6 separate regions of the Mus musculus genome follow, and regions 1, 2, 3, 4 and 6 are each linked to region 5. Evidence: chromatin contacts called from public HiChIP or PLAC-seq and promoter capture Hi-C data. All regions are on one chromosome and are shown on one strand. Each heading gives the region's core, a stretch centred on a gene start, on an enhancer-like site or on the middle of the called end of the contact. The rest is flanking DNA. Distances are from core to core; before and after follow the strand shown.

What was found. Promoter capture Hi-C pulls out the DNA fragments that hold promoters and counts their contacts. HiChIP or PLAC-seq counts read pairs in DNA pulled down with a chosen protein or histone mark.
Region 1: a contact with region 5 is called in a FOXA1 HiChIP or PLAC-seq map of pancreatic cancer cells. The contact joins the promoter of Dapk3 here to the promoter of Polr2e in region 5. A contact is called at or near these places in 1 of 39 promoter capture datasets (cranial neural crest), 2 of 484 Hi-C or Micro-C datasets (CD4 T cells and CD8 T cells), 3 of 115 datasets of contacts at active chromatin or transcription factors (astrocytes, memory CD8 T cells and pancreatic cancer cells) and 1 of 9 other capture datasets (liver).
Region 2: a contact with region 5 is called in a promoter capture Hi-C map of liver, with 6 times the contacts expected there. The contact joins the promoter of Cactin here to the promoter of Polr2e in region 5. A contact is called at or near these places in 2 of 39 promoter capture datasets (cranial neural crest and liver) and 2 of 115 datasets of contacts at active chromatin or transcription factors (astrocytes and memory CD8 T cells).
Region 3: a contact with region 5 is called in a promoter capture Hi-C map of liver, with 5 times the contacts expected there. The contact joins the promoter of Tjp3 here to the promoter of Polr2e in region 5. A contact is called at or near these places in 3 of 39 promoter capture datasets (cranial neural crest, frontonasal cranial neural crest and liver), 3 of 115 datasets of contacts at active chromatin or transcription factors (astrocytes, bone marrow-derived macrophages and pancreatic cancer cells) and 1 of 9 other capture datasets (liver).
Region 4: a promoter capture Hi-C map of liver shows a contact between it and region 5, with 4 times the contacts expected there. The contact joins the promoter of Dohh here to the promoter of Polr2e in region 5. A contact is called at or near these places in 1 of 39 promoter capture datasets (liver), 1 of 484 Hi-C or Micro-C datasets (B cells) and 1 of 115 datasets of contacts at active chromatin or transcription factors (microglia).
Region 6: a contact with region 5 is called in a promoter capture Hi-C map of pre-B cells. The contact joins the promoter of 4930404N11Rik here to the promoter of Polr2e in region 5. A contact is called at or near these places in 4 of 39 promoter capture datasets (hippocampal neurons, liver, neutrophils and 1 more) and 4 of 115 datasets of contacts at active chromatin or transcription factors (bone marrow-derived dendritic cells, bone marrow-derived macrophages, fibro-adipogenic progenitors and 1 more).

Annotation. Positions count from the first base shown.
Region 1 is chr10:81,180,034-81,184,474 of GRCm38.p6, reverse strand. It overlaps Dapk3 (death-associated protein kinase 3), which reads right to left and starts at 1,468. Exons shown (of 9, transcript NM_001190474.1): 1 at 1,379-1,468; 2 at 400-499. The coding sequence starts at 1,391. Eef2 (eukaryotic translation elongation factor 2) reads right to left here. Exons shown (of 14, transcript NM_007907.2): 8 at 4,398-4,441; 9 at 4,064-4,322; 10 at 3,803-3,910; 11 at 3,318-3,671; 12 at 3,065-3,247; 13 at 2,850-2,982; 14 at 1,966-2,586. The coding sequence ends at 2,393.
Region 2 is chr10:81,317,671-81,322,541 of GRCm38.p6, reverse strand. It overlaps Cactin (cactin, spliceosome C complex subunit), which reads right to left and starts at 1,439. Exons shown (of 9, transcript NM_027381.2): 1 at 1,096-1,439; 2 at 1-104. The coding sequence starts at 1,331. Pip5k1c (phosphatidylinositol-4-phosphate 5-kinase, type 1 gamma) reads right to left here. Exons shown (of 18, transcript NM_008844.3): 18 at 2,568-4,776. The coding sequence ends at 4,774.
Region 3 is chr10:81,288,562-81,293,072 of GRCm38.p6, reverse strand. It overlaps Tjp3 (tight junction protein 3), which reads left to right and starts at 1,806. Exons shown (of 21, transcript NM_013769.3): 1 at 1,806-2,025. It overlaps Pip5k1c (phosphatidylinositol-4-phosphate 5-kinase, type 1 gamma), which reads right to left and starts at 110. Exons shown (of 18, transcript NM_008844.3): 1 at 1-110. The coding sequence starts at 14.
Region 4 is chr10:81,382,084-81,386,826 of GRCm38.p6, reverse strand. Dohh (deoxyhypusine hydroxylase/monooxygenase) reads right to left here and starts at 2,393. Exons shown (of 5, transcript NM_133964.3): 1 at 2,249-2,393; 2 at 780-1,108; 3 at 338-414. The coding sequence starts at 1,053. Gm48551 (predicted gene, 48551) reads right to left here and starts at 2,393. Exons shown (of 6, transcript NR_168929.1): 1 at 2,249-2,393; 2 at 780-1,108; 3 at 338-414. It overlaps Mir6913 (microRNA 6913), which reads right to left and starts at 480; the gene lies at 415-480.
Region 5 is chr10:80,037,350-80,042,483 of GRCm38.p6, reverse strand. Polr2e (polymerase (RNA) II (DNA directed) polypeptide E) reads left to right here and starts at 2,825. Exons shown (of 7, transcript NM_025554.2): 1 at 2,825-2,901; 2 at 3,871-4,045; 3 at 5,100-5,134. The coding sequence starts at 2,845.
Region 6 is chr10:81,362,670-81,367,587 of GRCm38.p6, reverse strand. 4930404N11Rik (RIKEN cDNA 4930404N11 gene) reads left to right here and starts at 1,768. Exons shown (of 4, transcript NM_001014836.3): 1 at 1,768-1,884; 2 at 2,608-2,846; 3 at 2,921-3,046; 4 at 3,352-3,564. The coding sequence starts at 1,802. The coding sequence ends at 3,524. It overlaps Mfsd12 (major facilitator superfamily domain containing 12), which reads right to left. Exons shown (of 10, transcript NM_028657.4): 7 at 4,730-4,900; 8 at 4,561-4,655; 9 at 3,905-4,035; 10 at 1,363-3,818. The coding sequence ends at 3,796. Fzr1 (fizzy and cell division cycle 20 related 1) reads left to right here. Exons shown (of 14, transcript NM_019757.1): 14 at 38-709. The coding sequence ends at 79.

The DNA of each region.
Region 1 (4,441 bases), core at 219-2,718, 1.1 Mb before region 5:
GCCTGCCTTTAAAAAACCAAAATCAAAATCAGCCAAGGCCAGGGTGGTGGTGCAATCCTTTAGCTCCAGCACTTGGGAAGCAGAGGCAGGAGGATCTCTGTGATGAGCAAGTTCCAGACCAGCCAGGAGTACATAGTAAGACTCTGTCTCATGGGGGAAAAGAAGAAACCGAGCTGAGAACAATCCCATAGCAGACAATGCTCCGAGGCACTGTCCCCGGCTCAGGGGCAGCAGCTACAGGTCTCTGTGTCTCTCTCCACAGAGGACACGAGAGAAAAGGAACTCAGGTTCCCTGTCATCTGGGAACCTGAAGTCTGGCGTGGTACCACCAGAAAACTCTGTGGCCACTGCTTCAAGACACTGAGGAGAGGAAGGGCACCCACCTCCCACGCCACTCACCTGCCAAGCTCCTCTCCCATCTCATAATGGTCCTCAACATCCTCTTGCCTGAATGTGGACATGGCGGCTGGCCTTCTGAAGGATTCTGGGGACACAGGAGCTGGAGGGACAGAGGAAACAGGAAATGTTTATCACGGATCCGACTTCTCCCAAGAGGCTTCCCCAGCATATGTGACACACAATGCCCCTGCCCCAGATTTTCTTTGGTCATCTACAGCCTCTACCCACAATTTGGTCATGGTAGAGCAAACCTGACACCCCACACTGGGGAGCGGAGGGCTGCACGGCTACGAGTTCAAGAGCATACTCAAATACTTGGTGAGTTACAAGCCAGCCTGAGTTCCATGAGACCAGCTCAAGTGACTGGAGAGATGGCTGAGACGGTAAGAGTGGGTGCTGTACTTGCACAGTCTCCAAGTTCAGTTTCCAGTGCTCACTAGTATCTCTAACTCCCAGGCCTGATGACCTCTAACGCTCTCTTCAGGAACCTCAGGTACCTGCGGGCACTGTGACACCCCTCTCAGAAACAAGCATAGATATAACTAAAAGAAGCGGAACAACATCTCTCAAGCAGTATATATATATATATATATATATATATATATATATATATGTACAAAACTATAAAACACAATACAGTGTCAGGTGCCCTTTACCCTAGCACTCAAGAGGCTGAGGCTGGAGGATTAAACAGAGTTCCAAGTCAGCGTGGGGTTCTCTACTCGAAACACTTCCATAGCGTCCGGCTCTTGAAATTCCTACCTAGCTTCCTCACCTGTCAATCATGCCCACCAGCACCCCGGAACTCAGGGGTGTCGCCGGAAACCTGACACATGCGCAGCAGTGTTGCTATTCCTAGAGGTCCACCCCTCGAGATTGGAGAAAGCCATGCCCCTCGCGGGTTCCCTCCCCTCGCTCCCGCCCTCGTCGCGTGTCCCTTGGGTCCCAACACAACGTCCCGGACCCGGCCCATTCGTACCGTCCTCAGCCATCGAGTCCCCGCCCGGTGCCAGCGAGGCCCCCGCGAGAACCTCCGGTACAAATCCTGAGACGGCATCTACGCATGCGCTGACAGCGCAGGGGCACACCTCCGCAAAACCCGAAAACCAGCGCTCATTGGACTACGACTTTAACCGGAAATTGAATGCACACGCTCATTGGTTAGCATCTGACCTCTCAGCGGAAGCGGACGTTGACTAGTGACGTCATCACCCAAGGCTAGGCGAGAGTCCAGTGCTCATTGGCCAGCCTGACAGATTCACAGGAAGGCTCGACACCGCCCTTGTGGAGCACATCATTATTGGGCTCCTGGCTGATGATTGGCTAACGCGAGAGGCTGAAAGCCAATAACCTGGAGCCGGGTATGCGCAGACCAAACCCCTGATGTGCAGGTCTATGGAGTGATTCAAGTTTGTGGAATGGACTGAGGCAGTACTGTGAACTCACAATAAAACCCATTCTGTCGCACGGGGTGCAGTGTGTGTGTTATGTGTGAATCACCGCAGGCCACCTAAGGGTAGCCAGATACCCTGAAAACCAGGAAAGCGTGCGCTGTACAAAACAGAGTTGCGAGCACATGTGGATCAACCACTGTAGTTTATTACTCCAATGATTCATTCCCACAGCCGGGCTGCAAGTCTAAGGCAGGCTGCCTGCCTTCCTGGAGGCACTTACCCCACCTCCCCCTCTGGGGGAACTCCACTTGGCCATGGACCCCAAAAACCTCTGAATGCATTTATTTAGACTTTTGGACATCTGCGCGTTTCCCTCTGAAAATGTTAAGAGCCGTGTCCCGCCCACCCCACAGCCTGCCAGTCCAGCCTGCAGAGAGATTCCCGCTATCTTGTAATTCCGAAATAAATAGAATTGGTAGCAAGTGAGTGCTGAGTGATGTCAGGGTGGCCCCAGCAGCCTCTAGAGGAGCACTGTGGGACAGTCTCAAGGTGTCTTCTGATGGGTGGGCACTGTGCAGCATGTGGCAGTATCAGGCTGCCTACAGTTTGTCCAGGAAGTTGTCCAGCGCTGGGATGCCCTCTTTCAGGCCCTTGCGCTTGCGCGTCTCAGCTACCACTTGGCTGGGGCGGCTGCTGTTGTCAAAAGGATCCCCAGGCAGGATCTGCCAGTGGTCAAACACGCACTGGGGGAAGGCCTGGCCGCCGGTGTTGGATCGCAGATCAGCGGTGAAGCCTAGACAGAAGACAGGAGACTCAGGTGACTTCCCTGGGGGGGTGGGGTGGGGGGGGGACATGCTTAGCTGTCTTGCCACCCCTCCCAGGAGGGATTCCTGGGTCCTTTGTTTTGGTTTCTCTGTGTAGTTTGTAGCTCTGTCTTTCCTGGCACCCTTAAGCAAGCTGGCCGTGATGACAGAAATCTGCTTCTGTTCTGCACCCCGCAGCTATATTACACAGGCCTTGCAGGTTATCTGCAAACCCCAGGGACCAGACACTCACCAAAGGACTCATTGACAGGCAGGTATGCCTTGACCACAAACATGGGGGTACCAGCCACCTGGGACTCCTCAAACACATGGCCACGCTTCCTGTTCAGGACACCGTAGATGCCACCCACCACTTGCTCAGGACACTTCGAGGAAAAAGAGAGAACATGGTGAGCAGTGGGCAGAGGCAGGAGGATAGACAGACACCACCTAAGATACACAAGTTACCTGGATCTCCACCAGATAGATAGGCTCCATGAGGCGGGGCTGTGCGGTCAGCACACTGGCATACAGGCAGCGGCGTGCTGTGGGGATGATCTGGCCACCTCCCCGGTGAATGGCATCAGCATGCAGGGTCACATCATGAACATCAAACCGCACACCACGCATGTTTTCCTCACAGAGAGCGCCCTGTGAAGAGCTGGAAGTTAGACACCAGCAGCCCCTCAGAACACAGGGTCACCAATGCTGAGTCACTTACCTCCTTAGTAGCCCACTGGAAGCCAGCCACCACACTGTCCTTGATCTCATTCAGGTACTGCACACCCTTGGTGATGTCGGTGAGAATGTTGGGGCCAGTGCCATCAGGGCCAAAGCACCAGATCTTGCGGGCTTCAGCAACGTCCCACTCATACTTTTCGGCCAGGTAGCGGGCACGTGCCTTGAGCTCCTGGCGGGCAGACACCTCACCCTTATCGATGTCCTCTGCCAGGCCATCAGGGAAGGGCCTGGCCTTCATGTACAGCCGGTTGTGCTTATTGGGGGACTTGGACAGACACAGCACGTTGGATTCCTCACTGACTGTCTCCCGATATGACACAACAGGGTCAGATTTCTGTGAAAGGGAAACAGACCACAACTGTCAACACTACAGGGCTTCCAGGGGGCCTGCATAGAACCCTCAGCACATGGTGCAGCACCTCAGGCACATAGGCAGAAGGATGAGACGCCCATTCTGGTGCCCACCTTGATGGGGATGCAGGCATGGTCCTCCTCCAGGTCCTTAAGGCAGATCTCCAGGTGCAGCTCACCGGCGCCAGCAATAATATGTTCTCCAGACTCCTCAATGATGCACTGTGGGAACAATGGTCAGCACCCTGCCGTCCTCCCCAGGCATAGGGCTCAGCCCTATGACAACAGCCAATACAGGCCTAGCCTCAGCCCTCCCCTGCTTTTGCCAGGTGTTCCCCCTCTCCAACCACAATAAGCCAAGACCTAGTGGCACACCTGCACCATAGGGTCAGACTTAGCCAGCCGCTTCAGCCCCTCCACCAGCTTGGGCAGGTCAGCTGGGTTCTTGGCCTCCACTGCCACACGGACGACAGGGCTGACGCTGAACTTCATCACGCGCATGTTGTGAGCGTGCTCAAAGGTAGTGATGGTCCCCGTCTTCACAAGGAACTGGTCCACTCCGACCAGCCCCACAATGTTTCCACATGGCACGTCCTCAATCGGCTCCACGTAGCGGCCCATCATCAGAATGGTTCTAGAGGGAGGGCAACTGTCAACAGGGTGCTCCTGGGAAGCAGCCAGGACTCAGGAAAATAAGGCCAGTGCCCACCTCTGGATAGGCTTCAGGTATAGGTCCTCTTTCTTCCCAGGCGT
Region 2 (4,871 bases), core at 190-2,689, 1.3 Mb before region 5:
CCGAGTCAGAGCATGAGGACTGGTTCTGTGAGTGCCATCGGGGTGGTCGAAGGCTCTGGCTTCGCCTCCTAGACTTCTGCCGCTGCTCTCCTTCCGAATCTGACCTGTGGGAAGGACACATCAAGACCTGTTCAATGCTGGCTGCTGCTGGGCACCATCCTAGGTGCTGAGGTACTTGCCTAGAATTCTAGCCTCACCGGCCTGTAAATCACATTGCTCCCCACATGAGCTAGGCTGTCCTTCATAGTAGAGCTACACAAGTCCCAGGGCCATAACAGACAATACAGCAAGAGAAATGAAGGTTAAAAGTGAGGGAGTAGTTCTTTTTTATGTAGTTTTTATTTTCTTTTAATTTTTGATTTTTTTCGAGACAGGGCTGGCTTCTCTGTGTAGCCCTGGCTGTCCTGGAACTCAGAGACCCTCCTGTCTCTGCTTTCTGAGTGCTTGTTTTATTTTAAATATGACATCTACAATGCTATCAGGTGGGAACTCCCTCTACAGCCAGGCTGGTTCTTATCTGTCTCCTAAGTGTTGGGGTTACTGGTGTGTACAGTGCCGTCAAGTCCTGCTGAGATGACAGGTAGAAGGGATGAGAAATGACAGACGAGAGGCCCAATAGATGGACTCTCTGACAGCCCAGGAACCACGAAAGAGGAATACCACCAGGTAGTATTTTGAGGACATGAGTTCGAATCCCCAGTACCCACAGTAAAAGATAGATGTGGCTGTTCGGGCTTGTATCTCCAGTGCTGTATGAACGGTGTCCTGATTAGGCTTTGGTCAACTTGTTAGAAGTACTGCCAGTTGAGAAGAAGGGCTGTCAACTGAGCAGAATTAACTATGAGGAAATGCAAAAAACCTTAACTGTGAGGCAATGGCTTGTAATCCCGAGCATTCCAGAGGCTGACGCAGGAGGCCAGCCCGGGACAAGACAATGTCTATGAATGCAGAGGTGGCGAGTGGAGTCATTCGGTCCCCTATGCTCATGGCCCGCGGTCCCCGGAAGTCTCCTTTGCCCCGGCGCAGCCCGGCATCTCGGATACTGCCCCGCCTGTCCCTCGGCTCCCAGGCCCGAGCAGCCCCCAGGACGCTCACCTGCGCCCTCGGCTGCGCCGCTTGCGTTCGCGCCGCCGCTCGTGTTCCCGTCGCCTTCGGCTGCTCCGCCCATGGCTCCGGCTCCGGCTCCGGCTCCGACTCCGACTCCGACTCCGACTCCGACTCCGGCTGCGGCTCCGGCCCCGGCTTCGACTCCGCTGCTTCCGACCCCTGCGACCCACAGACCGTGAGCGCGAGCGAGAGTCCCGACCCATTTGGCGGCCCGCGCCGCGCATGCGCGCGCGTAAACAACCAGGAAGCTTGGCGCCGGGGGCTTTCCTTTGGCGCGGCGCTCTAAGGACTGTCCAAAGTGCGCCTGATCACAGGGAATGACTTACTCCCTCTAACCGGGACTCCAGGGACAACATAACCCGAGATTTCTCCGGAGTTCTCAAGCTGGGAACACATAGTAGATTCCTAACGGGACGCCGTTAGAACTAGCGGATTGACGCTCCATTCATGCAGTGAAGGAGACTGACCTAGGTGGGCCCTCCCTCGCGCCCTAGGTGACCGGCGAGTAGCGTGCTTAGGGAGGCGGAGCTACGAGGCGGTTGTTCCAGGGCGGAAGAGGCGCCTAGTGGGCGGAGCCTGCACTTGCATGGGCAGTGCCCTAGGGGCGGAGCCTAGTAGAGGAGCTTATGGGGAAAGAATAGGGCTGGGTTAGGCGGGGCTTACGGAGATCGACAACTGTAGATCGGGAGACCCGGCCGGGGACCTGCGCTGGGCGTGGCCTGAGAAGGAACGCAAGAATGGCGGTTACGGGAGCCGGGGTGGGCGGGGTCTGGTAAACTAGATTGACAGGCGTAGACCAATGGGCGGAGGAGTGCATATCAGGATTTGAGAGGGTGGAAGAGGGGCTGATTGAGGCAAGATTGACATCTGTAACTACGAACTGTGAATGGGTACGGGCAGGATATGTAGTCGAGAGTGGCCGACTGAGGAGTGGGAGGAAGTAGAGCGGCGGTGGGCGGGACCTTGGGGGCGAGATGGACACATTGGATCTGAGGGCGGGGCCAATGAACCCAGAAACTGCGCTTAGGGGTCTTGCTGGGCTTGGAAAAGGACGTCAAAGGGGCGTGGCTAGAGTGGGCGGAACTTAAACCTGCAGGGCCCGGTGTACTTCTAAAAATTGAAACCCGGAGACCCAAGCGCTCGCGGGAGTCCTCGGTTTCTAGGGTAGCCTTGTAGCAACCGGTTCCGAGCTAATAAAACAACAGGACATGAACAGACAGTCTCTGGCTGACTCCAGGACGAGTCTGAGTACTACTACGCCCGCCAGCTTGCGTACTGCGCTCAACTTGTGGCTAATCTATGGATAGGGAAGTTTAGGCTTGGAGAAAGGAAGTCATCTGCGAATTGGGATTCATCATGTGGGATCCAGGGAGGGTTTAGAGCGGGGGAGACAAAACACGTGGTGCCCACCCTTCGCCTGCTCTCCCATCGCACGCACGCATAAGTCACCGGAGAGGAGCTGTTTCTTATTAGAGATTTATTACAGATCTCAAAAAGAGGGGCTGTGACAGGTGGGGCGGGGACCTGGACTGCATACATTTGCCGGCTGCGCTGGAGGGACAGGCCCCTCTGGTTGGTGCCAAGAGGACACTGTGCTTGGATTGTCAAACACCAGACCACATAGGCTGAGGACGAGGGATCCCAAGTCCTGATGAGTAAGACACACGAGGTTTGTAGTTTACAGAATGGATTCAACAATAAAAACAGGATTGGGGGGAGGATGTGCGATGCGATTTTTAACCACCGGAGAGTGGAGCTAGGGGTGAGAGACAAGGGGCTGCAGACAGTACCGTGCCAAGGGACCCCACGGGGAGGGCATATTGCACTGAGGTTGATGTGGGGCTGGACAGGGGACTTGCTGGGATGGCTTGAGGAGAACAGAAGTGGGCCGGAGAGGGCACCTCTTCAGCCTTGGAGGAGCCCCCAGGCCTTACAGTACAGTTCACACACCGTCCACGGTGGGGCAATAGTGGCCGTTGGAGAGAACAGGATGGGGACACGATGGGGAGTCACAAAGATATTTACAGATTCTCTTTTGAGAGGGTCTCATGTAGCCCAGGCTGGCCTCCAACTGGTTACAGCCAAGGATGACCTTGCATGCCTGCTTTCTGCCTCTACTTCCCAAGTCAGGGACGGCAGCTGTGTGCCACCCCATCTGGTTTCTGCGGTGCTGGGATGGAACTCAGGGCTTACGCAGCTGGGTGAGCTCTGCCCACTGAGTGGTAGGGCCAGCCCTGGGAGTTTTATCTTTTGGTCTCATTTCGCTCTGTAGCCCAGGCTAGCCTGGAATTTGCCACAACCCTCTTGCTTTAACTTTCCAAGTGCTGGGATGACAGGTGTGATATTATACCTGCCTGGTCTGTGCAAGGCCCAACCCAAGTTGCCTTTGCAGCCCCTGAATTAACTCCTGCAGCAGCTTACCAGTGTGTTCACTGTGCATCCCAAAACAGGAAGGGGACTGAGGTCCAGGGACAGACATCTGTCCATCTCTCCTTCGGTTGCCCCACCCCCGCACGGGTCCTGTCCCTGGCCATGCCTTTTCTGGCCATGATGATTGTGTCATGCTCCTCACTGCCTCCATGGCTGCTGCAGTCCTTGGAAGCCAGCCAGGTCCTGACCTCTGTCCCTGAAGGTGCAACCCAAGAGGCCTACGCGGCTGGCCCAAAAGCAGTGGCTTCAGGCTGCTGGCTTTCAGAACATTTCAGCCTGATTCCTCCTACCAGCACACCGTGGGTGGAACATCCATGAAGCAGGGGCATGACACGATTGGACTGTACCCAACACACTGGGGTGTGCCCAGGGGAGGAGACTGGCCGCAATCTCCCTGGTGTTCGGTGGACATAGTTGGCTTTGCTGAGGTGATGTCACTTTCTCCCTTATTTTCTTCAGCCACGGTGTCTTAGGACCCAGCCCTCAGCCTGCAGCCTGACTGTGCCCTTCTTAGGGCAGAGAATCCCCTGGTAGTTGAGGGGACCCACGGCACCAGCTCAGGGCTTCAAGGGGATGAGAGGCAGACAACATGGACCCTCCCAGTCCAGCATTAGGTGACAGTCATGCGTGGGGATGTCCTTCCAGTGGCAGTAAACAGATGCAGAAAGACCACAGGGCATGCCTAGTCCTGGTTTGCTCGGGTCCCAAACCTGAGGTGACAGAGGGGCTCTGTTGAGGTGACCCAACTCAGGAGCACACACCTGGGCTGGCAAGCGGAGGCTCCAGGGCCTGTCTCCTCTGCAGGCCATAACAAGAGCCCTAGAGTGTGTGGCTTTTACTGGAGCTACGGGGCCACTGTCCCCAGAGTAGTGAGACACGTAGAGCCTGATCCACCTAGGCTGGTGGCTGCAGCCTCTTCCTGGGTTTTCTGTGTCTTGTCGTCTTTCTAGAAAATCACACCTGTGCTCACTCTTCGTCCAAAAAAAAAGACCCAAAATAAATACAGGATGGGCACTCCAAATCTTGCTGCCCCAACAGGCACAGGTAGCAGCTGATGGCGGCCTGAGCTATCCTGGGTCTGGGCCTGGCCAGTGCCGTCCGTCAGTGGGGAGGGAGAGAACAAGGTTGGGCCAGGTGATGTCGCTGAGCTCTGAGCCCCAGTGGGGGGCAGCGCCTCCAGGAAGTGGCTGGGGTGGCAGAAGGACGCTGGGCTCCAGATTGGGGACTGCATAGAAGTTACTGCAAAGACCAGAGAAGGGCAGGTGAGGGAGGGCAGGACCCAGGCGGGGCCCCTGCCATCCACTAAGCTTCCTGGTACAGCCTCGGAGCTACAG
Region 3 (4,511 bases), core at 557-3,056, 1.3 Mb before region 5:
ACCTCTAGCTCCATGGCCGAACGCTCCGGCGGCGGCGGCGGGCCCGAGGATGCACCCGAGCTCGGCCGCCGCCGCTGAACAACAAGCGCCGCCTGCACTACAGGGCGGAGGGAGGGGGCGGGGCCCGGGCGGAGCCTGGCGTCGACGCGAAGCTCCTAACCAATTGGATATAAGGACTGGGCTTAGGGCGGCACACACTCAAGGGAGTTGCGAGCGCCCTCCGGCGTCCGGTGCAGGAAGAAACGTGTTCACGTGCGGTATGGGGGCGGAAGGCGGGGCCTCAGCAAAGTGAGGAACCTGACCAATTAGGTAGCAGGGGTGGAGCTAAAGTGAAGTACGACTCACCAGCGCCTCCAAGCGTCCATAGAGGGATGAACAGACCAGCTCAAACAAACCAGAGCGTCTGCAGGGGACCGAGATGGGGCGTGGTCTAGAGTCTACTACAGCCAATCGGATATCAAGGGGCAGAGCCTAGACATGAGGCTCAGGGGCACCCTAGGCGGACACTACACGGAGGCAGAGGCAAGCTAATCTAAGACTAGCCTGGTCTACATAGCAAGTTCCAGCCTAGCCAGGGCTACATAGGTGGGACCCTATCTTTGAAAAAACAAAACCCCAAAACTAAAACCAACAAAAAACCCACAACTGGGCAGTGGTGGCACACAGCTTTAATCCCAGCACTCTGGAGGCAGAGGCAGGTGCATCTCCAAGTTTGAGGCCAGCCTAGTCTACGAGATCCAAGAACTCAGAAATCCTCCTGCCTCTGCCTCCCCAGTGCTGGGTCTGAGTTATCCTCAGCTATATATTGATTTAAAGAGACCAACCTGGGCTATAGGAGTGTGGGCGTTAAAGAAATTTATTACATATATTAGAAGTGTATTTTACTACTGTCATTTTATCGCTTTACAACATAAGTTATCAATAAAAATAAGCATATGTCATATTGCAAAATAATAAGATGTATGTAATATATATTGTTTGTTGTGTTTTTGAGACAGACACTCCAGTCTGAGCTTCCTCCTTGCTAGGACAGGCGTGGACCATCCGTTAAGACAATTGCATCAGAAAGAGCGCTTTGGTGTGTGGTGTGGACAGAACTTGACTTAAGCCTGGGCTTCCAAAGTGTGGTCACTGGAGCCCAGTAACAGCACCTTCTGAAAGCGGGTTAGAAGCCTGAATCTGAAGTCTTCTTGCCGCAGGAACTAAGATGGGGTCACCAACTCCTCCAGCGATATGGACACCTGATAAAAGCTGAGATCTCTTTGGGCATCACAGGAAGGAACTAGGTCAGGAGTGCTCGAATTAAGAGGAAGCAAAGTTCAAAAAAAAAAAAAAAACCAAAAAACCAAAAATAAAGTCTGAAACTGGAAAGTCACAAGGGGTCAGGTGTACAGACAGGGAAGTCAATGCCAATAGAGTAGATAATGATCTTGGGTGTGGCTAAAAGGTGTGGTATGGCCTACAATTCCCCAGTGAGGGGGCTGGGGACGTAGTCAGGGGTGGAGTTCCCGCCTAGAATCCCATAGTAATGAGCTGGGCTGTGGCTCCATGAGAGTTTTGATTATTCCAGTGTCCCCCCTTGTGATGAAAGCTGGAAGCTTGACAGCGGGTAAGTTGCAGCGCGAGGCACAGCCCATTCATCCCGTAGGATGCTCAGTGTTTTGTGAGCACCTACTCTGTGGTGTAGATGCTGTGGGGTGCAGGGCTAGCTAGGCCTCTCTGGGTACTCAGGGGTTAAGGCCTGTCTGGCCACGTGAGAGCACCTTGCGACTGAGCCACAAACCCTCCCACCTGCAGGCCGGCCTCTCTTGCACTCACAATTGCGCACAACCTGCACAGTCCTGCCGGTTCCACCCGGCAAAGGGACTCGCCCACCGTTCCTTCCACTCCGCTTTCGCTGAGCAAACAGGTTGCCCGGCCCGAGCAGCCAGCTCGGGTCTCCTCCCTGCCACCCATGCCTGACAGCTATCCAGGACCCAGCTTCCACCTCCCACCCTGCGTCCATTCACTCAGCCTTCCAGACCGGTAAGTCTCCAGCTGAGCTCATCCCAAGGGCTTTATGCATCCAAGTGATCCCATGTCAGGCTCCCGGGACCCCCAAGTTTGCTCTGGATGCCCCCCATGGGAGCCGGAAGCTGGCATCCTGTGGGGACATCTGACACAGTTTCAGAAAGTTCCAGCGGGTGCAGTTTCTGCCCTGGCACAGCGCCCAGCACGCTGCAGCCCAGCCTTCAAAGGGTCTTTGTGAGCGCAGGTGGTGGCTAGGGAGGCTGGTCCCTGATCCCCTAGCAGGAAGGATCTTGGTTCCCATGGGAGGCTGGCCTGCAGTTTTGGGAGATGGCAGAGGAAGTTGGGGTACTCCTGAACTAACTCTTGAGTTTTTCTGGAACTCTCCCTGAGGGTCACCCCATATATCCAAGGCATGAATGTGCCACCTGTCCTAGGTTATACATTGTGGGGACAGGAGAGGACAGGAGCTCTGTCAGCTCCCCAAAGCACGTCTGTCAGCTGAGAATTGCACGACGAGGGTAGAACGGATGGACAGATGCCTAATGGGATTGACAGAGGAGTTGGGAGGGGCACAGGAACCTTCTGTGTCATTTGCCCCAAAACAAAGAAAAACAATTCCTTCAGGAAGGTGTGTCCAGCCACCAACATCACCACCATCCCCCCCCCCCCAGGTTATCTTATTCTCCGGGAAGGATCAGCACACAGGGGGACCTGGCCTTGGGAGTTCTGGTATTGGCTGCTGCACTAGCCCAGCCTCAGTTTTTCATTTTGCACCAAGGAGAAGCTAATGCTATAGTGGCAGGCGCTGGGGCGCTGGGGGCCCTTGTTCCCAGCTCAGTTCCCAGTTATTTGGCACAAAATGAAGTGAAGCCCAAACAGGAGTAACTGCTCCCGGAGGCTGCACAGTAGAGTAAGACTGTCGCACAGGGGGCCTTAGAGCTAACCCCCAAGAAACCTCCCTGGGGCGACATCTTAGAAAAATCCCTGTCTGGCCTGGCACTTCCGTGTGGCACCGATGCTGGGGAAAGTCCACGATGAGAATTTAGGCTCGGTTCTTCCTCCTGGGCCGGGCCGCGTGCCAGAGAGGCAGTGTTTGCTCAGGGTAGAACCCAACACCCTTCGTGGCTGAGGTCAGTGGGACACTTGGCTATGGGGACGGGCTGCCTAACAAAGACGTGTGTATTTCTTGAGCATTTACTGTATGTCACGTATATTGGGAACAAGGCTCAGACATTCATAATTTTATCTTTTCAGCTTTTGGAGACAGGATCTCACATAGCCTAGGCTGGTGTCTGTGTCCATAAGTAGCTAAGGATAACCTTGGACTCTTGATCTTCCCTCCTTACCTCGGAGGCTGGGATGACAGGTGTGCCCCATCATGTGTGGTTTGTTCTACCTTAGGAAGAGAAGACGGGAGCACTGGGGGTGAACTGACGTCTGGGGTGACAGGCCTGGGTAGAAGGTTAAGGCTCAGGCAAGTGTGCTCAGAATGGAGGGAGCCCGGAGCCCGGGACAGGCAGCTGAGCTGCCAAGGTGGGTGGGAGCCATGGAGAGCTGAGCAGTGGGAGAGGGCTCAGTGTTCGTGTGCGCCCTCTGGTGGCTGATAAGGGGGTGACTGTCAGGAAGGATCAGGTGGAGGGGCTGTGCTGAGATGAAGGTTCAGGGGCAGGGGCCAGAGGTCAGTGGTAAGGCAGGAAGGTTGGCAGACCATCAGGACACACAGAGGAAACCCTGCCCAAAAGTTATATTACTGAAAGGGCGCTCAAGAGCTATGAAATGTCAACCACACGCTCATGGAGCCCCCGCCTCAGGGGTCTTTTCACCCTGCTGTACCCCTGAACCATACATACCATTATTTGGGATAAGATTTGACAAATAGTCAGCACTCTATAAATGAACAAATATCCCCTGGAGGGTACATGAGGTTCTTGACACTGTGGAAGACACAGAGGTGTGGTTGTACAGACAGCTGCAGACTGGGTGACAACTACCCACCCCCACCCCAGGTCTACATAGTAAGTTCTGGGCCAACCTGGTCTACATAGTGAGTTTTGGATCAGCCTGGTCTACATAGTGACGACACCACCACCACCACCACCACCAAACAACAACAACACCAAAACCAACAACAACAGAAAGCTATGAGAAAGACCTCAGGAGCAGTTTGAAGACTTTTGGTGGGGGTGGGCTAGGGAACCCTGTAGCCCTAGGACACCAGATGCCACTTCTGGGTCCCACGTGTCCCCTATTGGCTGAAGCTGGTATTGCAGCCCCAAATGCTGGAGATAGGGGCTGTGGAAGCCTTTCAGAGTCAAATTGGGCGCTGAGGTTTACAGGGAAACTGAGGCGAGGAGTCTCACAGTAGTCATGGTTGGCGTACCCCCCTGGTGTCCCAGATGCGAGTTTCCTCAGACTCTCCCTGTATTTTACTTTGTGCATTGTGGTGATGAGTATGGCTCCTCAGCTCAGCGGCCTGGCTCCTCTAGAACTGATAGCAATCC
Region 4 (4,743 bases), core at 1,144-3,643, 1.3 Mb before region 5:
ACCAACCTTTGGAACATGGTGCTCAGTGAGCCACAGACATCGAAGACTACACAATGCAGACTCCGTGACAGGAATGTACAGAACAGGGGGATCCAGGGGTAGAAAGTAGATTTGTGGGTACAGTATGAGCAAGGGGAAGGACCATATAGGTCATAGGTTTCGACAGTGAACAGACAAGGGTAGAATTCTCAAAGCTGGGGACCCAGAGCTGTGGGAGACCCTACAGGTGCCCCTCCCCCCATCTCGAGAGTTTCCTTTTCCAGGAGGTTGCCCTAGTAACCAGATGTGGCCTATAGAGCTTGTCCTGGCAGAGATGGGCCAGTCAGAGTCTCCTCACCTCAACCACTGGGTCCGTAGAATACTGCTTCAGGAGGCCTAGAACTTCCGGGTTACCAATCGCCCCCAGGGCTTCCCCTGAGGAGACAAATCAGTAGAGAGGAGCTTGCTTGATGCCCAACACCTGACTGGTCTCCCAGGTCACAGCTGGGCCAACAGCCTCTGAGCTGGTCAATCCGAATCCTTAACTCAAGAAGTTGGCCCGCCGGGTCTAAAGCCACCCACCCCAGCCAGTGCCCCTGGGTGGAGTGACAAGTCATCACTAGACTTTGGGCAGAGGGACAGCATTCCAAGTCCCTGAAGAACAGGTTGGCATAGGTCCCAACTCAGAAGCAAAATCTCTGCTGGGGAGACCACCCCCGTGCGCTGTCCATAGCCCTGTGCGGCACCCATCTGTGCCCCAGGGACAGAGCTGAACACAGCACTGGGCTGCCCTTCCTCACCTGCCTCATGACGCACCATGGGCTCCTGGCTCGTGTCCTGCAGCACATCCGCCAGCACAGGGATGGCCCGTGCGTCCCTCATCTGGCCCAGGCAGTAGGCCAGCTCGTGCTTCAGAAGAGCAGAGCTGTCCTCAAAGCCCCGGCTGATCCACGAGATAGCATCAGGGCCACCAAGCCCCCGAAGTGTAAACAGGGCCCGGAAGCGGGCCTGCAGGGGCTGCTTGGGGTCCACCAAGGTCTTCCCTATGGCCTCTATCTCTTGCTCCGTTACCATGGCAACGGCCTCCCCAGCACGTGATCTGCAAGGCCGGATTCTAGGCAGTAGAAACCTACGGTAGAAAAAGGAGAAGGGGAAATCTCAAGCTAGGGCACACACCTGCATATCTGCCATTCCAGCCCCGGGATGCTGAGGCAGGAGGACCCCTGAGCTCCAGGCCACAGAACTTTCTCCACATCCATCCAAGTGCTGGGATTAAAGGCATGCGCCACCACCACCTGGCCAGACTTTTTCAGGATAGCTTAGATGAGGGATCTAGAAACTGTCAGTTGCAAAATGGATCTCACCCCTGCCTCCCACACCACCTTACTGGAGGTTCTCATGTAGCCCTGTGGGATACACTTTATCCGTCCCCTCCTCCCTCCGGACTTCTCCCTGCTCCTGCCTTTGCACAACTTGTACCCTCTGCATGGCCCCATAGATGCAGGACAACACTCCCACACAGGTGTTTTCTTTCACGGATGAATTAACACGGAAACAGACATCGTCCAGTATAAGAGGACCGGCCCCTGTCAGCCATTAGACATACAGCAGATGCATACATAACAAACTGGACTAGCAGGCTGTGGCAAGCTGGAAGGCCTTCTGGGCTCTGATGTCACCCAGCGTCCCCGAGTTTAATGAGGCAGGTATGGCTGCCTCACCAGTGATGCCCATCAGCCTACAGTCACACCTTGAAAATGGAATTCATCAACACACATGAAGCAGGTCTACGGGAGCTGGCAGCAGCTGTGTGGCAGTGAGACCCACATCCCGATTTACCCCGAGCAACAACAGGGGAGACCAAGGATCTCGTGGGTCCAAGAGTGCCCATTCGAGGTATGGGGCCTCCCGCTTAATTCAAAAAGGCTCCAGGCTGGGCAGAGGCTGAAGCAGGAAGATAACCGGTCCCAGGAGATCCTGTTTCCAAATACTTAAGCTGAGAGGTCAAGCGCGGGCCGGCCTGCACGTGAGCCCCGCATAGGCGGCCAACCTGTCAGCTAAGCACGGGGTAGGAGGAGGCCATTCGTAGCCACACAGTGGGTTGGAGGCTAGCCTGGGCTACATGATATCCTGTGTGACGTCAAATACTGAAGGAAAAGGGTCCAATTCCCCGTAGGACCCCCTCAAGGGAAATCCCAGCGCTCCCGGGAGCAGCGAGTACCTCAAAGCGGAAGTCCCCCGAAGGGGGGGCACTTCTGGCACTGCTCACCGTGTTTTCGTCTACAGGGACTCGTCAATAAGCTCCGTATACTCGGGACAGATGGAGAGAGTCGCTGCGACAGCTCCAAGAACAGGTCCGCGGACGCATCTCGCGCGACGTCCTCTGGACGCCGCCATCTTGATGGCCACGTGACCATGCTGGGCGGAACCATCGTCGCGACTAGGGGTGACCACACCCGGAACGATGCGGCAGCGACGCCCCAGGACTGTCCTAAGAGCCGGAGAAGCAACTTCCGGTCTTCCTCCGGAAGAAGAGTTTCCGACCGTCTCTCCCATAGAGAAAAGAAAATGGTTTGATCCCATTCACAGCACAACCGGGCCGGCCGTGCATAGCGCATGCGCAGTGTATAGTGGGCGTGGCTATGTTCTACAGGGCGCGGCCAATGGTCTCTGGGACCAAAACAGAGGAAAAGAAATGGGAGATAAAATAGGCGTTACGAGCAATCTCAGCAGTGAGGGCACTTGCAGTCAATTTGAGAATGAGTTCGATTCTGGGGATCAACAGGATATACGGCAGTGACATGACCATAAAGTCGAAGTTTAAATTTTTAAATATGCCGGGCGTTGGTGGCGCACGCCTTTAATCCCAGCACTCAGGAGGCAGAGGCAGGTGGATTTCTGAGTTCGAGGCCAGCCTGGTCTACAGAGTGAGTTCCAGGACAGCCAGGGCTACACAGAGAAACCCTGTCTCGGGGAGAAAAAAAAAAAAAAAGCCGGGCGTGGTGGCGCACACCTTTAATCCCAGCACTCGGGAGGCAGAGGCAGGCGGATTTTTGAGTTCAAGGCCAGCCTGGTCTACAAAGTGAGCTCCAGGACAGCCAGGACTATACAGAGAAACCCTGTCTCGAAAAAACAAAACAAATGTATATATGTGTGTGTGTGTAAATGTCATGAAGTTCATTACTTTTTTGGTTTAAAGATTTATTTATTTATTTTTAAAGATGTACTTATAATATATAAGTACACCGGTTGTGAGTCACCATGTGGTTGCTGGGAATTGAACTCAGAACCTCTGGAAGAGCAGTCGGTACTCTTAACCACTGATCTCTCCAGCCTCCTCATTACTTTTTTTTTTTTTTTTTTTTTTGAGACAGGGTTTCTCTGTATAGCCCTGGCTGTCCTGCAACTCACTTTGTAGACCAGGCTGGCCTCAAACTCAGAAATCCGCCTGCCTCTGCCTCTCGAGTGCTGGGATTAAAGGCCTGTGCCACCACGCCTGGCTTCCTCATTACTTTTTTAATGATTTATGTACATTGGTGTTTTGCCTGGATGTGTGTCTATGTTAGGGCGACAGATCCTCTGGAACTGGAGTCAGAGTTGTGAGTCACCATGTGGGTGCTGAGAACTGAACCTGGGTCCTCCGGAAGAGCAGTCAGTACACTCAACCACCAAGCATGTCTCCAGCCTCCATGAAGTCCGTTATTACATAATTATGTAAATTTAATTTATGGTAATAACAATTTTTAAAGTAAAAATAAAATTAAGACAAAAATACACTATTTTTCAGAATGCTACCAGGAAGCCTGTTATTATATGGGCTTGTATGATGCATGGATATAAATGTGGAAAATGCAAATGTCAGTACATACGCTAAAAATACACAATTTACATGCCAAAAATTCAAAGTAAAATGAATATTAGACTGGGAATGAATGTTTAAAACATTTTATAACTGAGCTTACATCTTTAAATCCCAGCACTCAGAAGGCAGAGGCAGGTGGAGCTCTGTGAGTTTGAGGCCAGATCTACACAGCAAGTTCCATCCAGCGCTACATAGTGAACACCTGCCTTAAAATACAAGAGAAAAATCACGTCTGCTCTGTGATGCGGCTCTTTGCTAAGCAGTCCTCCATGGGCAAGCAACATGGGAGGAAACCCACAATGGAGCTGACACGGTTGGGCCCAGAGTCACTTTTTGATTTCTTGGTTGGATTTCCTCTCTAGATGTTTGTTTTTGTGACCAGCATCTTGCTCTGCAGCCCAGGGCTGGCCTCCAACATGGGACACTGCCTCCTGAGTTCTGGGACCACAGACCACAACTGTTCATGTACATCCTGTGGGCTCTGAAAGTGCCTTCCCCAGGTGAGGTAGCGTGTGTGGAGGCCGGGTGGAGTGAGAGACCAGGTCTCAAAACATAAGAATGATTGAGGAAGACACTTCCATCTGTGCACGTTCATATGCACAGAAAAAAAAACATAAACACATGGCCGCAGATAAGGGACCGCACTGTCACCCTGGCCAGCTTGCCATAGGACACAGCTTTGATGTTTACACGAAGCTTCAGGAAAGGCTGTGGTTGCTGTAACAGATCACAGGATCCGGTGATATCAGGTGTGATCCAGCCCCCATACCAGCCAGTGGGAAGGGATAGGCCCAAGAGTGCAGGAAGCAGATATGAATTCAGAGCTTGGCATGCTGCCAAGGCTGCCCTGGGAGGAGCTGAGAGCAGAAAATGCCACCCAGGACCCAGCATCCATGACTTTC
Region 5 (5,134 bases), core at 1,576-4,075:
CTGCCTGTTCATGTTTGTATTTGCTCTGCTGCTCTGAGGTGTCCACCAGAGAAGCCAGGAGAAAGTCTTTGTTTTCCAGCCAGCAAGGACCCCTGGGTATTCGGAATCCCAGTGTAGCACTGAGCCTTTCTCAGGAGGAGCTTTTATGCACAAAAGCCATGTTTTGGGTTGACACACTTCACTAGCAAAAAGTTTTTTTGTTTTTTGTTTTTTTTTTTTTGGAGACAGGGTTTCTCTGTGTAGCCCTGGCTGTCCTGGAACTCACTCTGTAGACCAGGCTGGCCTTGAACTCAGAAATCCACCTGCCTCTGCCTCCCAAGTGCTGGGATTAAAGGTGTGTGCCACCGCTGCCTGGCTAGAACTTTTTTTTTTTTAAAGATTTATTTCATGTATGTGGGAACACTGTTGCTATCTTCAGACACACCAGAAGAGAGCATCAGATTTCATTACGGATGGTTGTGAGCCACCATGTGGTTGCTGGGAATTGAACTCAGGACCTCTGGAAGAGCAGTCAGTGCTCTTAACCACTGAGCCATTTCTCCAGCCCTAGCAAGAACATGTATCCAGAGGCAGAACTACAGAGGTCAAAAAGCAAGGTTAGTATATTTAGAGACTTTCCCAGAGCTATGGGCTTTGATGACTAAGGCCTGTGTTTTTGTTTTTTGTTTTTTAAAGATTTATTTATTTATTAATTATATGTAAGTACACTGTAGCTGTCTTCAGACACTCCAGAAGAGGGCGTCAGATCTTGTTACAGATGGCTGTGAGCCACCATGTGGTTGCTGGGATTTGAACTCTGGACCTTCGGAAGAACAGTCGGGTGCTCTTACCCACTGAGCCATCTCACCAGTCCCCGGCCTATGTTTTTGTCTTGGCAGCTGGTGCTGTTTCAGCTGAGTTTTACAGTGTATGGCTCTTCCATCAGCCGTGCTAAGGTCTCGGGGCCTTCACACCGGGATCTAAGCATCTGCTCAGTTATTTGGTTGCTGCCCTCTGTGGATCCTAGGCCAGTGTGGTTGCTGTGGGGTCCCTGGTAGAGAGGCTTCTGCAGTCAGCTGGAGATGGGCTGGGGGACTGGCTGAGAGGGTCCCAGGAAAGGGGCCAGGGAGACCCCAGTCTCACCAGTCACAACAAGGGGCAGGATCCCAGGCACAGAGGAGGTGGGAGGAGGGGCTCCTACATGCAAGGGCTGGAGGACACCCTCAGTGACACTTATCCACATGGCCACTGGGAAGCTCCTAAGGTCCCAAGTACACATACTTAGGCTCTGACTGTTCACTACCACCAATAATGAGAGGGTCATGTCCCCCCTGAAAGTGGAAGTCAGGGGCTCCCCTGCTGGGGGTGGGGGGTGTTCAGCACAGCGCTCACAGAAATCTACCCACTTGGCCTCCAGAATCAAATGCATCGGCCACCACTCCCAGGCCCAGGCAATGCTCTCTTCTCCAAGAAACGTCTTTGCCCATGTCCCCTTCCTTTGCACACTCATGGCTTCTTTGGCCAACTGTAGCAGCCTAAGCCCCTTGGTCTACAGGGTAGATGGTGGGCTCAGTGTACTTGGCAAAAACTTGTCTTTCCCAGTTGGGATCAGCCTAAGTTCTCAGGCAGGAACTGGTGATGATCTGTAGATGAGCTGTCAGACGCACATCAGGACAGAATGGAGGCATCTGGACTTCCAAGGACAGACCTTGCCAGTCTTGGTGGCACACGCCTTTAATCCCAACACTGAGAGGCAGAGGCAGGCCATTCTCTGCGCTGTTGAGACCTGGTCTCTATACCAAATTTCAAGTCAGCACACTCCCCCAAAGAAAAGGAGAGGGCTGGTGAGATGGCTCAGTGGGTAAGAGCACCCGACTGCTTTTCTGAAGGTCCGAAGTTCAAATCCCAGCAACCACATGGTGGCTCATAACCACCCATAATGAGATCTGACTCCCTCTTCTGGAGTGTCTGAAGACAGCTACAGTGTACTTTCATGTAATAAATAAATAAATAAATAAATAAACAAATAAGAAAGAAAGAAAAGGAGAAAGGGGCGTTCCTGTGAACTCCCATTGTATAGTTGGAAGGGTTTAGCCCTGGAATCCCTTTCCCTAGGATTCATTTTCTCACCACCTTCTCAAACTTTTCACGAGTTAGCCCACCATATACACACTTGTTTGTTCATTGTGTGTATGCCCGCACATCGATTGTTTTCATTTTAGATTTTTAGTCGTTTAACTATGTTTATCTGTGTGTCTGCATGTGGGTATAGACCTGTAAGTGTGGCCCTTGGAGGCCAGAGGCATCAGACTCTCTGGAGCTGGAGTTACAAATGGCTGGGGGCCACCTCATGTGGGTGCTTGCATCCGATTTCTCATGTAAAGTGCAGATACACTAATAAAAACTTGTATAAAAAGGGAAATTGAGGCACATGAACCTGGCTGTTCATCACTGGTCTCTTGCTTTCTTTCGAGACAGGGTTTTCTCTGTAGACCTGGCTATAGAGCAGGCTGGCCTCGAACTCACAGATCTGCTTGCCGAGGACGGGGATTAAAGGCGTGGACTACAGCCCGGGAGACGCCTAAGGGAGGGAAATAAAACTGTTATCAGGTCAAGTATCGCGAGATCTTCCCGACGCGCGACACCGCCCCGGTGAAGGCTGGGGCTGCCCAACGCGCAGCCTGTCGTGGAAAGTAGGTTTATTCCGGCGTTCACCTTAGACAGCACGAACCTGGGCGGGGGCCTTCCCAGCCCTTGGCGCAGGCGCACTGCCGGGGGGCGGGGGGCATTTTGTGCGTCCGGCGCAGGCTCCGTGCTGGCAGCTCCACGAGCGCGCGTGCACAGTTGTTTGGGAAGCGCGACAGCATGGACGACGAGGAGGAGACCTACCGGCTGTGGAAGATCCGCAAGACGATCATGCAGGTGATCAAGCGTGAGGAGCTTTATGCGAGCGAGCGTTCAGTTGCGGACTAACTGCGGGTTGTCCGCCGAGGCCCGCCTCCCGCAGGGGCCAATCCTCCTGGATTGGAATGCATCCCCGTTTAAAGTGTGGAGCCCACCCACGCTGGCTTCAACTCTTAGAAATCCTACTGCTTCCACCTCCTAACTCTGCCTCAGGGGAAAAGGCCTGGGTGGGCTCCGTTTCGGGAGAGGGGGCTGCTGCGTGGTCACACTTGGTTTTATGCGAGCTAGGTAGCCGCCCACACGAAAGCTATCAACCATCTGTAACCCCAGTTCCAGGGGATCTGACGCCCTGTCCTGATCTCTGGGGACTCCAGACACACATAGGATGAAAAAACAGTATTTTTAAAAACAGAACAAGCCGGTATGATGGTACACGCCTTTAATCCCAGCACTCTGGAGGCAGAAGCAAGCGAATCTCTTTAAATTAGAAGTCAGCCTCATCTACATAGTGATTTCCAGAATAGACAAAGTCACGCAGAGAAACCCTGTCTTGAAAAAGAAAAAGGGAATAAAAGAAAAAATTCTTGGTTGTTTTGAGTTGAACACATGAGACACCATTATTAGATAAAGAGGTATGCATAGTTTTGACTTATGCTGTGTTGGTGGAGCCCAGGGCCACCTCATGCCTGTTCCTCAGCCCTGATCCTGGATGATGCTCTAGTCTCCCTCATCAGGAACACTCAAGACTGGGGACAGGAAGGTGCCTGTATTCAGAAGGTTGCCTACAGTTGCCAGGGGATTAATCCCAGCCTGCTCCACTGAGGTTGGGGGGAGGAGAGGCTTGGCCGGGCCGCTGTGGTCTGAGCCTATACAGAGTTTGGGTACTGCTGGATCAGTTCAGTGTTAGTCCCCAGCCTCGGCCATTCAGGGTCAGGTCTGCGAGCTAAGTGCTCAGGCTGACTGCCTCTTTGCCTCTTGTCTCTGCAGCTGTGTCATGACCGTGGCTACCTGGTGACCCAGGATGAACTGGACCAGACACTTGAGGAATTCAAGGCGCAGTTTGGGGACAAGCCCAGCGAAGGACGGCCAAGGCGCACAGACCTCACGGTGCTGGTGGCCCACAACGATGACCCCACAGACCAGATGTTTGTGTTCTTCCCAGGTGAGGCCCTTGGGCTGGCAGGAGTGGTCTCCTCCAGGCCCTGGCTCAGGTGCCAGTGAATGCATGTCCCACTCTGGCCTAACGCTGCCTGTAAGATTGTGGCAGCTGCCTGCTTTTGTCCCTGTCTCCCCTGGGAAGCCTCCCTTTTGCTGGTGTCGTTTTCATCCCATAAGCCCCAGAACCAGCTCTCAGCCCTCCACCCCCTGGCTCCTATATGCTGTATTCTATAGCTTCTGCCTGGGAGTCCCAGGGCCAGCTATGCCACCCCCACACCCCCTGTGTGCTGTATTCTACAGCTTCTGCCAGCAGCGCAGGTGTCTTGTGGGAGTGAAGGCTATTGGGGAGCCCAGGACCTCCCTGTGCAGCTACATTCAGTCTCCCCAGACAGCTTGCCTCTTTTAATACCTAATGCTTTGTGGCCCCGGGACCTGGTTTTTAGTGTGAGAATTGGGGGGTGCGGGGATGGGCATGGTAGCATATGCCTGTAAGCCCAGTGTTTGAGAGGCAGAGGCAGGCAGTCGAGGCCAGCCTGGTCTATACAATGACTTCCGGGACAACTATGGAGGGCATTGGTTCTCAGCCTTCCTGATGCTGGGACCCCTTAGTACACTTCACATTGTGACCTCCAACCATAAAATCTTCATTGCTAATTCATAACTAATTTTGCTACTATTATGAGTCATAATGTAAATATACCTGTGTTTATCCAGCAATTTGCAAACTAGGTGGCCTGGGTCTGCTCCTGCGCTCTGCCTGAGGAGACAAGGCTAGCCTCATGTAGACACAGGGTCCATCTCTTGGTCAGTCAGTTTCTCCTTGAGGCTGTCTAAGCTGACAGTACCATATCCCCCAAACCCCAGAGCTGCTGAGAGCCCCCACCCCCGTTCCAGGGGGGCCGCAGTTCCTGCATACCCTGCAGCTTCTGCAGTGATAGCTGAGCCCCCTGGCAGCCCCATCATGGCTGCCTTGATGTTCTAGTCTTCCCTTGCAAGCAGAGAAACTAAGACCACAGGCTCCAGTAGTGAGTGTGAGGGTGGTGCTTGTGTGCCCGCAGAGGAGCCCAAGGTGGGCATCAAGACCATCAAGGTA
Region 6 (4,918 bases), core at 519-3,018, 1.3 Mb before region 5:
GCCCTGGCACACAGTCACCTGCATCCCCTGTTCCCAGGAATCTGTGTCTGTGCTCAACCTCTTCACCCGGATCCGATAGACCCCGCAGGCGGGATGTGAAGCCCACAGGCAGAGATGGAGCAGCCAGCATGCATAGGCCTTGCTGTGCCCGCCTTCCCCAGAAGCATCTGGCGGGCGGGAGCCGGAGACCCCAGAGTCTCATTAAATGCCTCATTGTGAGCTGTGGAGCCAGTGTCTGGGACGGGGACATGGGGACCCTCAGCCAGATGGACACTTGCCACCTGTTACCACTGCCCAAGCCATATTGGACACAGCTGAGCAGGAGGCTGAGATCCCATGAAATCCCCAAACCCAGTGTCACCTGGGGACCTGAGCCGTTGTGCCCCTCTCTGCTGCCACTCCAAACCAGAAGACCCTGGGAGGCACTGGCAGGGACCTGGGCCTCTCACCCTGTGACACTCTTAACTGCGTTGACTCTGATTGCATTGCCACCCTTTGTCTGTGTGTGCGCCTTCTGTAACCCCTCCCCGTGGGTGTCAGCTCACCCTGTCCCTAGCCAGCTGCCTTGTCTGCCTCTTCCTGGCTGCCTCTAAGCTTCCTGGGCCTCCCTGTCTTCATACCCCATCTCCACTGCCCCTTGCCTGGGGATTCCCAGTGTGGTGGCTGTGGCCTATGGTGTGTGCACGTGTGTATATATGTATTTGTGACACCTTGGGGTCGGTCTCCTGTGTTTTGTTGCCTTGCCCCAAAACTGCTGATGGCTGGAGAAGCCCCTGGGACACAGTCACTATGGGGTTGGCTGCCTGCAGGCCTGTGGGAGTCATAGCCTTGTGAGCTAAGTGGGTTCTGCACTTAACAGGAGTTTAAGGTTCAGGGCCACCTGCTGCTGTTGACATCTGTACCCAAAAGCAAAATGCCTTTAGATGTGCACTAGTGTCACAGGCCCTTGTGACCTCCTGTTGGTGGAAATCCTGCTGGGCGTGTTCCATATGCAGGGGTAGGTGCAGCCTGCCTTCTGATTCCTGGCTGACCTTCTTGGTGTGTGTGGTTCAGAAGGCACCTGCCCTGGACAGAGCAGCCAGCTGTGACTGTGAAGGCCATGAATGGGAAGGGCTGGTATACAGGTCAGGGTGCAGGTGAGTCAGAGAGTAAGGACCAAAGCCTACAGAGCCAGAACTGCAAGCAGGGAGGGCCTGTGGCTTGGGCTCCCACCCCACAGCAGTGTCCTGGGTAAGTTGGCCAGGACCCTGACTGGAGCAAGCTTAGCATGTTGGTGACCAGAGAGGGGGAGGTGATGTCTGGTGAGAAAACAGGAACCCAAGTGGAGCGCCGCCTATACAGACTGTAAAGGGTTGACTGAGCTATGAGATTGGTTGTTGCTGTTTATTGTCATGAGATACACAGGATGCACTAGCAGAATGAGCAGGCCCTGGGCTCTGCATGTTCAGCGATGCCACCAGTGATCCCAGAGCATTCTCCCCAACCCAAGACTTAGGTATCCACTTCCTTCTGTGGATCTCTAGATCATGGCCCATACTTTGTGGCCTTTGTCACTGTGCCCTTACTTGGATGTGTCTTGAGGACAGAGATGGGGTGGAGACCCACGCTCTAGAGGGCATGACCTCCCGCTGTGGGGCAGGGAGGGGGGAGGGAACACTTTGGGTCCCAGCCCCGCACCAGGAAGTAAGCTGAGGTCTTAGACTGTGGCTGCCCGCTTCCCTGTTGCTGGGATACCTTTGTCCCTGTCAACAATGGCCCCAGGGCCTTGGTGACTAGAGCCTCTGGGCAGGCAGGGCCAGACATGGAAAACGTGAGGCGGGAGGCTACTCGGCCCTCTGTTCCCTCAGGCACCCTTGAACTCTACTTCCCCGACCATCTCTACCGGTGGGTTCCTGCCCTTGGTCCCTTTCTTCACCCAGACCCCAGATCCCCTACCCCTACCAGCAGCTCAGGTGGCTGGGATGGAGGTATGCAAGGGTTGTAAGTTAGGCATTTGCACACACCCACTCCCAAGCAGACAGGTGCTGCCACTCATACTCCCAAGCAGAGGGGTCTATTGATTCTCCTGTCTACAGGTGCTGCAGTGGCAGCCATGTGCCTGAATGCCCTCCCTTTTTAGATTCTTGTGTGTATCCCGAGCTGTTCATAAGCCCACAGAGATCCTCCTGCCTTGGCACACTTAGTGTCGCCACCCACACCTAGCAGAAAAGTCCCATTTCATAGGTCTGCTCACACTTGGGCCTTCCATGGTGCTGATGACAGGCCACCTCACGTGGGTCCCTTGCAAGCCCCACTCCTGCAGCCTGCATGGCCTCCCATGCATGCACCATCTGTGGGGAGTTACAGGCTAGGCACACCCTTGGTCCCTCCTTCCCCCAACAGCCATAAGTGGCTCAAGGCTGAGGCAGGATTGCTGCCAGGTCAACACTGACAACTGCCTCAAACAGGGCCATTCTCGGCTACAAGATATAGACTGCAGGTGGGAAAGTGCACAGAGGAGATGGGTAGAAGGGGATGACTCTCACCCAGCACCTTGGCAAAGAGTTGGGACAGGAAAGCTGGCTGGGACCAGCAGGACGCCCTGGCTCAGTCCCCACCCTCCCTCAGCAATGACTACGTGTCCCTGGAGGGGCCCCGTTGGGCGCCGGCCATCAAACAAGCCGTGCGCTGGAAATTCACGCCCATGGGACGGGATGCGGCCGGCCAGGTGTGGTTCACCGGCCTGACCAACTCAGAACCTGGTGATGCCTGGTACAAGCTGCCCCGTGCTCTTGACACTCCGTACCGCGAGGCCCACACGCGTTGGCACGGCTGCTTTCAGAGTCGCCAGCGTGGCCTGCCGCCCGGTGAGTATCCCACCTCCGGTCGTGCACACCCGTGGGTCTCAAACTGACACCCTCCCTTCCGTGCCTCCCCGCAGCCTACACACAGCACTTGCGGGAGATGGCCTTCTGGGACCCCGCGATAACCGCGCAGTATCTCAACTCAGGCCCGCGCTGGGGGTGCATGCAGTGGAGGGACAGGCAAATCCGTGGCAAGGAGTTCGGTGAGCTGAGGGGATGCGGACAGGAGGGGGCCGGGGGTAGTACTGCACGTGGGTCACTCCACTCTCGGAGGCAGAGATAGGGGGATTTTTGGTCCCGGAGGCAGCCTGGGCTAGCTAGTGTCAAAAGAAAACAATATTAAAAAAAAAAAAAAACGAAAAAATAAGGAGGGCTAGGCCAGCAATGGGCAGAGGTGCGGGAGCGCAGGATGGGCGTGGCCTGGTGGGCTCGGTCAGCATAAGGATTTGGGAGCCCCCCCCCCACCCCCGGCCCCGCAGCTGCAGAGCTCGTCCGGTCCTGTCCGCAGTGGTCACCAGGAACCAGTTCGGGGCAAAGCTGCCCTGGCGGTCCGACTATGTGCCGCTCCTGTCGCTGCCACAGCGGCCGCGCTTCACCGCGCAGGACTTCAGACAGCGGGGCCTGCAGCGGCCCTGCCCGGCCATCGGCCAGCCTCCTCCGGCTTTCACACCCGCGCTCTGATAAAGCCGTGCTACCGACCCGTGTGTCCGTGTCCCCGTAAGCCAGGTGATCTCTCCCACGTGCAGCCCGGGCATGTGTCCCCTACAGCCTCCCGGTAGGCTGGTGCATCCCTGTCAAAAGTGGGGCGAGGCACAACGGGCCCCTAGGGCTCACTCAGCAAGCTTGGCCGGGTACACCCACCCGCAGGCCGTGCCCTCTGATCCTGAGCAGGTTGGGGAGGGGGCAGGGTGTCTGCCTGGTCCTTCATAACGTCGCCCTGGGGAGCCAGAGGTCAAGGCCGGTCTCGCGGGTCCCCTGTAATAAGGAGTGGAGTGGCGTTGGGAAGGGCGGGTCCCAGGTTGCACCCCGCCCCCACCCAAGTCCTAGTAATGGAGACCCACGGTTGCGAATGCGGATGGGCCAGATGAGGAGGCTGCAGAGAGCCAGAGCCGCGGCCACACCCACGCCGCCTGTCACTGCTGTCATCACCCAGTGGTAGAAGCTGATGCAGGCCCCACAGCACAGCTCAGAGCTAGGGAACAGAGGGTGAATGAAGGACAGGAGAGAAAGGTCCAGCTGCTGGTCCCTGGGGAGTGCCGCAGTGTCTCCTGAAACTGCCTCTGTGGTTTCCATTTCAAGTTCCAGGGGACCCTAGACACATACCCCCAAATATGCACATTTGCATGCGCTTGCTCACAGTCCCCTGCAGCCCACAGCCCTGCCCTTGGTCTCTTGGCTCCTGCACGGTCTCCTCAGTCCTGCCCAAGGACCTTTGCTTGGGCCCTGCAGCGACACAGAGGTTCTGGCACACGGGCTAGGTTCTCAGGGAGCCTCCCAGCCTTCTGTCAAACTCCTAGACCCCACGCTCAACCCCACCTCTGCTTAGCAGTTACCGACAGGACTGCCATTGTCCTGGGCCAGCACAGGTGGCTGGGTGGCTCAGGAACAAATACTGTGAGGTTCCGAGTGGCTCTGTGTGCCCTCAGTGTTTGCTGAATAAACGAACTGCCCAAAGTAAGGAATGCATGCTCTCCAAGTCTGAGGGACAAAAACTCACGGACAGGGATGCAGGCTCTGCACAGCCATGACTGCCAGTCCGTTGGCCACCTTATCCGAAAAGCTCATAGCACCATACACGAAGGCTCCACTGTGCTGGGGGGACACACGGGGTTAGTGCCCAGACCGGAGGTCCTGACCACGCCCCAGGCTCTTCCCACCAGCCCTACCGTGTGTGGGCCAATGAGGTCAGCTGTCATGGCTAGGGAGGTGACAAGGATGGTGGCACAGCCTGCACCTAGCAGCACTGCAGCCCCGTACACGGCCACACCCAGATTATCTGCCAGGGCCACCCAAGCTGCGAAGGCCAGGATCACCAGCAGCCCGGTGAAGTAGGTCATCTAGGAAGGAAGGAGGCA